Linked DNA regions of Arachis hypogaea: region 2 is linked to region 1. A link is a contact called in public Hi-C data. All regions are on one chromosome and are shown on one strand. The core of a region is the stretch at or near the end of the contact, and the rest is flanking DNA. Distances in the headings are between cores, read along the strand shown. Region 1 holds the start of LOC112791361 (transcription factor bHLH112). Region 2 has its middle 13 kb from the start of LOC112791363.

Region 1 (3,719 bases), core at 569-3,068:
AAACCCTAGCTAGTTAGCAGGTAAAATTGAATAAACTAGATATTATATTATATTATATTACCTTGTTGAGTAGAATAATGGGGGAATTGGGTTTGTTGTCTTCTTCTTCAAAAGGAAAAGCACCTGCTCTAATGTCGTGAAGTGCGTCGGAGGAAGCGTTCCAGAAAGGGGTGTTGTTGTTGGAAAAGTGAAGTCCAATATTGTTATTGTCAGGGTGCTTTGCCATTGGGGGAAGTAGTGATAAAGAAGAAGATGATGATGAAGAAGAAGAAGAAGAAAAGAGTTTAGGCCATGTGATTGGTGACAGTGACACTTCATTGGAGGCATGATGATAATTCACTGTAGAAGATGATGAATAGGACATGGAACGGTTGGTGAAAAGTGATGATGATGATGATGATGATGAGCGCTGTGGCTGCTGCTGTGGATCATATAATGTTTGAATCAGTGTTGATGACGGGTAACCATAAGTTGATGAGGAAAATTCTTGGTTGTTCATGCGCTTGAAAACATCCATGGTACTTGAAACTTGTTGTTGTTGGGTTCCAAAGTTCTTTCTGCTCCAATAATCCTTTTGGATTATTTGTGAATTATTATTCTCTCTGAAGAAGAACAAGTTAAATAATGGAAAATATAAGAAAATTAAGGAGTAGAAACATACATACAGTAGTGTAGTATGTATACCCCATATACAAGCTTTTCATAAGAAGAGGTTCGCTTTTTACATATGAAATCAATGAGAAAAAGTTAAGAGAAAACCAACGCTACTACTTTTTCTTCAATTCCATAGTGGAACCTTTAATTAATTTGGACCCTGCTGTGTGTGCACATATGCATCCACTATCACGCATATTTCTATATATACTAACAAATTAATATTCATGAAAACTTACAACAGAGATTGATGATCCCAATTGGGTGAAGACAAGCCAAAACCCATCATTTGGAAGGTTGAATCGATCAACATGCTTCCACTTTGTGATTCATTAGTAGTAGTCTTGTTGTTGTGTGGCTTCTCTTGCGCATCATGAAAACTCATATGGTAATTATTATTATTATTGTTACTAATAATATCACACGCCGGTGCCTTCAAATCCATGAAACAATGATGATGATCATCACTACTTGGCCAAGTTCTAGTGTCGGTGGGTGGTGCCACGGAACAAGGTGAAGTTGAAGATGGTGATGATGAGGTTAGAGGAGGAAACACACTCCTTGTTGAATCAATACTCCTCCACCAGTTCTCACCGCAAATCCCTGCTGCACCTTGGAAATCCTCATCGTCAGCCATATTATATGATCCCACACCGAGAGAGAGCAAGGATTAAATAGGCTTTTTATAGGGAAGAAGAAAGGGTAAAGGAGGAGGGTTGTTAGGGAGAATTTATTTATATATGAAGCGGTTTGTGAAGAAGGGTACGGAAAATTGGAGAGATATTACCGGAATCCGGTTGACATTACAAGCCGATGATTGGACAAATCACATAAATTAAAGACACAAACAAAACATTGAATCTAATTCTAATTCTGCTCTTTTTTTTAATTTTATTTATTTATTTAAATACATGTACATGCATGTGTATGTCTATGTAATTTTATATTTTTTATTTATTTGTTTGTTTGATCACTTTTCTTGGGTTATCTATCTTGCTTTAATTTTGTGAGAGAGAAATATTCAGTTCACTGGATAGCTATATATATGTATTAAATAATTTTTAATAATATGCTTCAATAATGCTTGGTCTAATTTCTCTTGTATATCTTTTTAAATTTAATTATTAGAATAATGTATCAACTCTTATCTACTCCTTTACCTAAAATAATAATTATTATAAATATATTGTATAAATCACAAGATTAATCCATGTCATTATAAATAAAATTTTGAATTACAATATAATAAATCCTAATAAGCATTCTATATTTAAAAGATATATCCACATCATTCAATATATATATATATATATATATATATATATATATATATATATATATATATATATAAAAGTATGATGTGTATGTATATATAATATATTAGAGTATGATGAGAAATAATAATATCAATTTATATTTTATTTAAATTATTTTATATTACACTCAATGATAATAAGATATAAGTTCACATACAACCTGAAGTTCATATATAGGAAGGCACTTGTTAATTGTTATAATACATTGCTTGTGGAAATTACTTGTGTTCCTTTTGTATGAAGGGATGTGGGTATGATGATATTGATGTATGTGATGAGATATGATCGTAGCTATATTCCAGCCATGTCATGATTCCTGAAAGATATTGATCATATGGTTCAAATATTTTAAATTTATGGTTTAAGAAAAAAAACAAATATCGAAAATATTGTAAAATAAAATATAACTAATATAACTGTTGGAAGTTGTGCTTTCAAAAAGACATTGAAAAAATTGAGAAAATAAGAAAAACAAAAAATCACAAGGCTTTCTCCTCATCCAAAAAGGGAAATTATGAATATTAATTAAAATTTTCAATTGGTTAAAATATAAGTACCTTTTAGGCACTCTAGCCCTTTTTCTTTTTCTTTATTGACATAATAGACTACTATTATTATAAAATTTAGGATAAAATATATTTTTTGTCTCTTAAATTTGATAAAAATTTTAAAATTATCATTAAATTTTATTTTATATTAATTTTATCCTAAAATTTTTTATTTGTATCGAATATACTATAAATTTTCAAAAAATGTAAAACCAATATAACAATAACACATAAAAATTATATTTGATTTGTTTGTGTTGAGGGTTGTTCTTATGAAACTGTTGTTGAATCGGTCTTTAATTTTTTGAAAAATTAATCGTCCAGAGCATATTTGATGCAGATAGAAAATTTTTGAAACAAAATTAAAATAAAATAAAATTTAAGAATATTTTTTAAATTTTTATCAAATTTTAAAAAAATATATACTTTATCCTAAAATTTAAAATTTATAACAGAAAAAAATCACCAGAAAAAAGATTATAACGGAAAAATATGTACCCTTGGATGAAATTGAGGACCATTCTAATGGTCCAAATGCTTATCATTGCAGACAATGTAGTACCAGGACTCGTAGCAGGGTCAATAACCTAGTTGCTAATGTACTAATGCTTCCATTTAAAAAGAAACAAAAGGGGAAAAAAAGAATGGAACTTGGTTGGCCAAACCCAAAGCGCGGTATGATGGCGCGTGGATGCCACGTAAAAGATAATCTAAAGTCTAAAACCCAACTTAAGAAACAAGAACTAAAATAATAATTTTAACCTAACACAACTGCAACACTGGCAGCGACCAAATTCGGATGTCAATGACCTTATCCCCTTTGAACTTATGACTTTTGAACATTTTAAAATTCAGATGAATCGTCCGTTTAGGTAGAAGATTTAGAAATATCTACAAGAATATCATATTATTTTTTAATATATTATATAATAATTTTAATTTTGATGCATTGCTGATAACAGTGTAAATGTAACGTGTTTAATGATTTTTAAATAATATGCGTGAGAATTAATTATTTTTATTTATGTCACAATACATGATTGATTATCTAAATCTAACTCTTTTATAATAATATTATAATATATTAAAATTAAATTATTATATAATTAGTATAATTTAATAAAAATTTATAAATATTTCACAATGATAAATTGACTGATGAATAAACTAAAAAAAATGAGCTAAGATATATATAAAGTTA
Region 2 (3,719 bases), core at 837-3,336, 86 kb before region 1:
TTGACGTATTTCTGGATAAGATGGTCAGCATTTTGAGGTCTGCAGAAAGGAGGCGTGAAGATTTCTTTGTTCCTCCACTGCCATAACCACCAACAAGTTACAAAAACTTGCGTCATCCAATTGCTTTTGGTCTTTCCCAGATCTGCAGTCAGATTCCACCGAATTCAAGAATCGAAGGGAGCTCTAAAGAAGAGATAAATATGGGAGGGATGAATAAGCTTTGTCCAAACTCTTTATGCTCATGGACAGTCTCTGAGAACATGTAGCACAGATTCTTCCACACTATCACATTTATGGCACGAAGGATTTATTTGGAACAATCTTGCTCTTCTCTTTGCTGTGAGTATTTTCTTATGAACCACCATCCAAAGAAAAACTTTTATTCTGTGAGGTCCTTTCCACCTCCATATTAGGGTCCAAACTTGGTCTTGCTCTTCCTCATGCTGAGTTAGTGTGCTATAGGCGCTAGATACTGAGAATTTTCCGTCATTCGTGAGCTCCCAAGTTAACGTGTCCTGTCCCATAGAGTCCATCGCTGGCGGCATCGCTTTGATGGTACTTAAGATGTCTTCAGTCATAAAATTCTGCAAATAAGTTACATTCCATTCCCCTGCTGCAGTGATGGCATCATGCACTGTTAGACTAAGATCCACCTCCTCTCCCGCGGCGATGCATTAGATTAAAGGGGGCCTCCCTTTATCCATTTATCAGTCCAAAGCTTAGTAGATCTTCCATCCCCAATAGAGATGTAAGTATTTTGGATCAAGTAATTCCAAATTTTGGCCAAGCTTCTCCATAATGTTGAATCTGTTGAGCATATTTGAAGTTCATGGAGTAAATTTTTTCCTCTCCCGTACTTACTTTTTAGGACCTCCGACCACAAAGCCTTCTCATTCTTTAGTAGACGCCACAGCAGTTTAACAAGAAAAGCTTCATTCATTACCTCAAGCCTTTTGATCCCCATTCCTCCAACTATTTTTGGTTTGCATAGAACCTCCCAGTTAGCATTGTGTATTCTTCTCTTGTTAGTCTCGTCCCCCATATAAATCTTCTCTGCATTTTTTCAATTTCCAAACAAACTCCCTTTGGTATGGAGGTGTACATCATATCAAAGTTGATTGAAGGACTTATGGCAGACTGTACTAAAGTAATTCTCCCTCCCAATGAAAGACATTTTGCTTTCCACCCTTTCATCTTTTTCGCCACCCTATCAATAATGTTTTTAAATTTATCCTTCCCTTTTCTCTTATTATTAAATATGGCACCCAAGTATTTTCCTAGACTTTCCACTTCAGAAAAACGACTCAATCCAACAATCTCTTGTCTGGTCCGTACATCAACATTCTTAGAGAAATAAATTGAAGTTTTCATTGGATTTACCTTAAAGCCCGAAGCCTTTTTAAATTCCTCCAAACTCTCCATAGCAATTCTTATCTGTTCTGGGGATGCTTCCATAAATAAAAGTAGATCGTCAGCAAACAAGAGATGCGAGATATGAGGACCCTGCCGTCCTGCCTTCGTAGGTATTCAGTCTTCCATATTAACCTTTTTTTCAATAAATTGGGACAGCTTGTCCATAGTTATGACAAAAAGGTAAGGGAATATAGAGTCTCCTTGCCTTATGCCACGAGTAGGGAGGAAAGCCTCCGCCTTGTACCAATTCCACAAAATTTGATAGGAGGTGGTTGTGACACAAGCCATAATAACTTCTAACATATGCTGCGACAACCCAAACTCGCTCAAAGCTTTGTTTATGAACTTCCAACTAATGTGATTGTAAGCTTTCTCAAAATCGATTTTTATGGCCATAAACTTCTTTCTCCCTTTCATTCTTTTCATATTGTGCACCATTTTCTTGGCAATAATAATATTGTCCTGGATAGAACGCCCGTGTATAAAGCTGGACTGGTTTGGAGCTATGCGATTTGGCAAGGAGGGTTTTATTCTATTCACCAGTATCTTAGTCAAGCATTTATAAATCACATTGCAAATTTAGAGATTCTTATGGAACAAGATTGTAGAGTCTCCAGAGTCCAGACCCACTAGTTAGTTTGCTTGTTTTTCTGTATTGGGCTTAGGCCCCATCAGATTACCAAAAAGAATATTTGAGCTCGGATTACGTCCGAGGACGATGTGTTATGTTGACCAAGTTGGGGATATGGATCGAATATTTATCCCTCAGAAATGTTGTTGCACCCAACTATCCATGAGATGAAACTACTATCAAGGATATTGGTTACGTAGCGTTGATGTGAAATCATTGTAGTGACATCTATTTATTTGATTACTATTTTAAGATTTAAATATTTTTTTAATATTACAATGATAAATATGTCTTATCTTGATTTGGTCCTCAAAAGTTTTTTTTCCCTTCTAGTTTTGGCTTTTCATTATTAATATATTCTTTTGGTCCATATTTAGATTCAATGTTGAGCTATAAATTATCTATAAAATTAAATATAAAAAATTAATTTTTAATTAATCAATACTAATTAATTTTTATTGTAAAATTATTTTTGTACGTTTATTTTTTATATAATTTAAAATTTAGAATTAAAATTTAAGATTAGAATTTAGAATTCAAGATTTGTGATTTAAAATTTAGAATAAAAAGATTTGAAAACTAATTAATATTAGATAAAAAAATTGATTTTTTAATTAAATTCTTTATATAAAATCTATTCTATTATATAAAAATCGGATGTCTGCACTTAATGATGAAGTTGACGTGGCATGTTTCGGAGAGTGTTTTTCGATTTAATTGTTTTAACTCATTCAATACAATTTATTGCACTGAATTAATATATTAACTAATTGATTTGATTAGATATTTAAATATTTCTTTTCTTAATATAATTTATTATAATTTATATTAATTAATTATACTACATTAATTATAATTCGTTATATTAGTGAATTACTCTTTTCATTTATGAAGTCTAAAATAAAATAAATAAATTGTTATTTATTCTAATTAAATTTATTTATATAATATATATGAATTAACGTCTATTCGATTCTATTATATAAAAATCGGATTTCTACACTTAATGATGGAGCTGGCGTGGCATGCTTCTGAGAGTGTTTATCGATTTATTTCTTTTAACTCATTAAATACAATTTATTATGAGATTAATTATATCAACTAATTGATTTGATTAGATATTTAAATATTACATAATAATTATAATTTATATCAATTTGTTTTAATAGTATTTCCTAATTTATTTCTTTTAATATTCTGGTAGTATTTTTTAATTTATTAAATTAAATTAGGTATAAATTATGTATATTAATTAATTGATTTGATTAAATTATTAATAATTAAAATAATAAATCTATAAATAAAATAAGCAATTGAGATATTTTTAACTAATAATTAAATCAAATTAAATTATATGTATTAAGTCAAATTCAAATCATGTGAATTAAATACTAAACTAAAATATGATAATTTCTTGCTTATTCAAATCAAATGCAATAAATACAAATTAATTTTGTTAGATAATGATGATTTTCTGGTCTTCTATATATAGACGGCCAAATAAAATGATAAGAATCATCATTTTTATCGTTCTTGCTATTTTAACTCTTCTTTTCTTCTTTTTTTTAATGTAAAATTTCTTTTATGGATAAATGAGAATGTATGATAAATAGTATTTCGTTGATTGTTTGTTTATAACTCGAAAATGTCTTAATTTAGGTATTACCGTTGCTGA

The links. A called contact is a pair of places that touch in the nucleus more often than the background predicts.
Region 2: a Hi-C map of leaf shows a contact between it and region 1, with 1.7 times the contacts expected there. The contact joins the enhancer-like site here to the promoter of LOC112791361 in region 1.

Annotation. Positions count from the first base shown.
Region 1 is chr3:126,169,831-126,173,549 of arahy.Tifrunner.gnm2.J5K5, reverse strand. It overlaps LOC112791361 (transcription factor bHLH112), which reads right to left and starts at 1,818. Exons shown (of 7, transcript XR_003817924.2): 1 at 894-1,818; 2 at 62-602.
Region 2 is chr3:126,255,703-126,259,421 of arahy.Tifrunner.gnm2.J5K5, reverse strand. No RefSeq gene overlaps it. Among protein-coding and RNA genes, the nearest start is that of LOC112791363, 13 kb to the right of the region's middle. Within about 2 kb of position 2,086, at least 3 of the 3 cell types and tissues checked have open chromatin away from gene starts, as enhancers often do.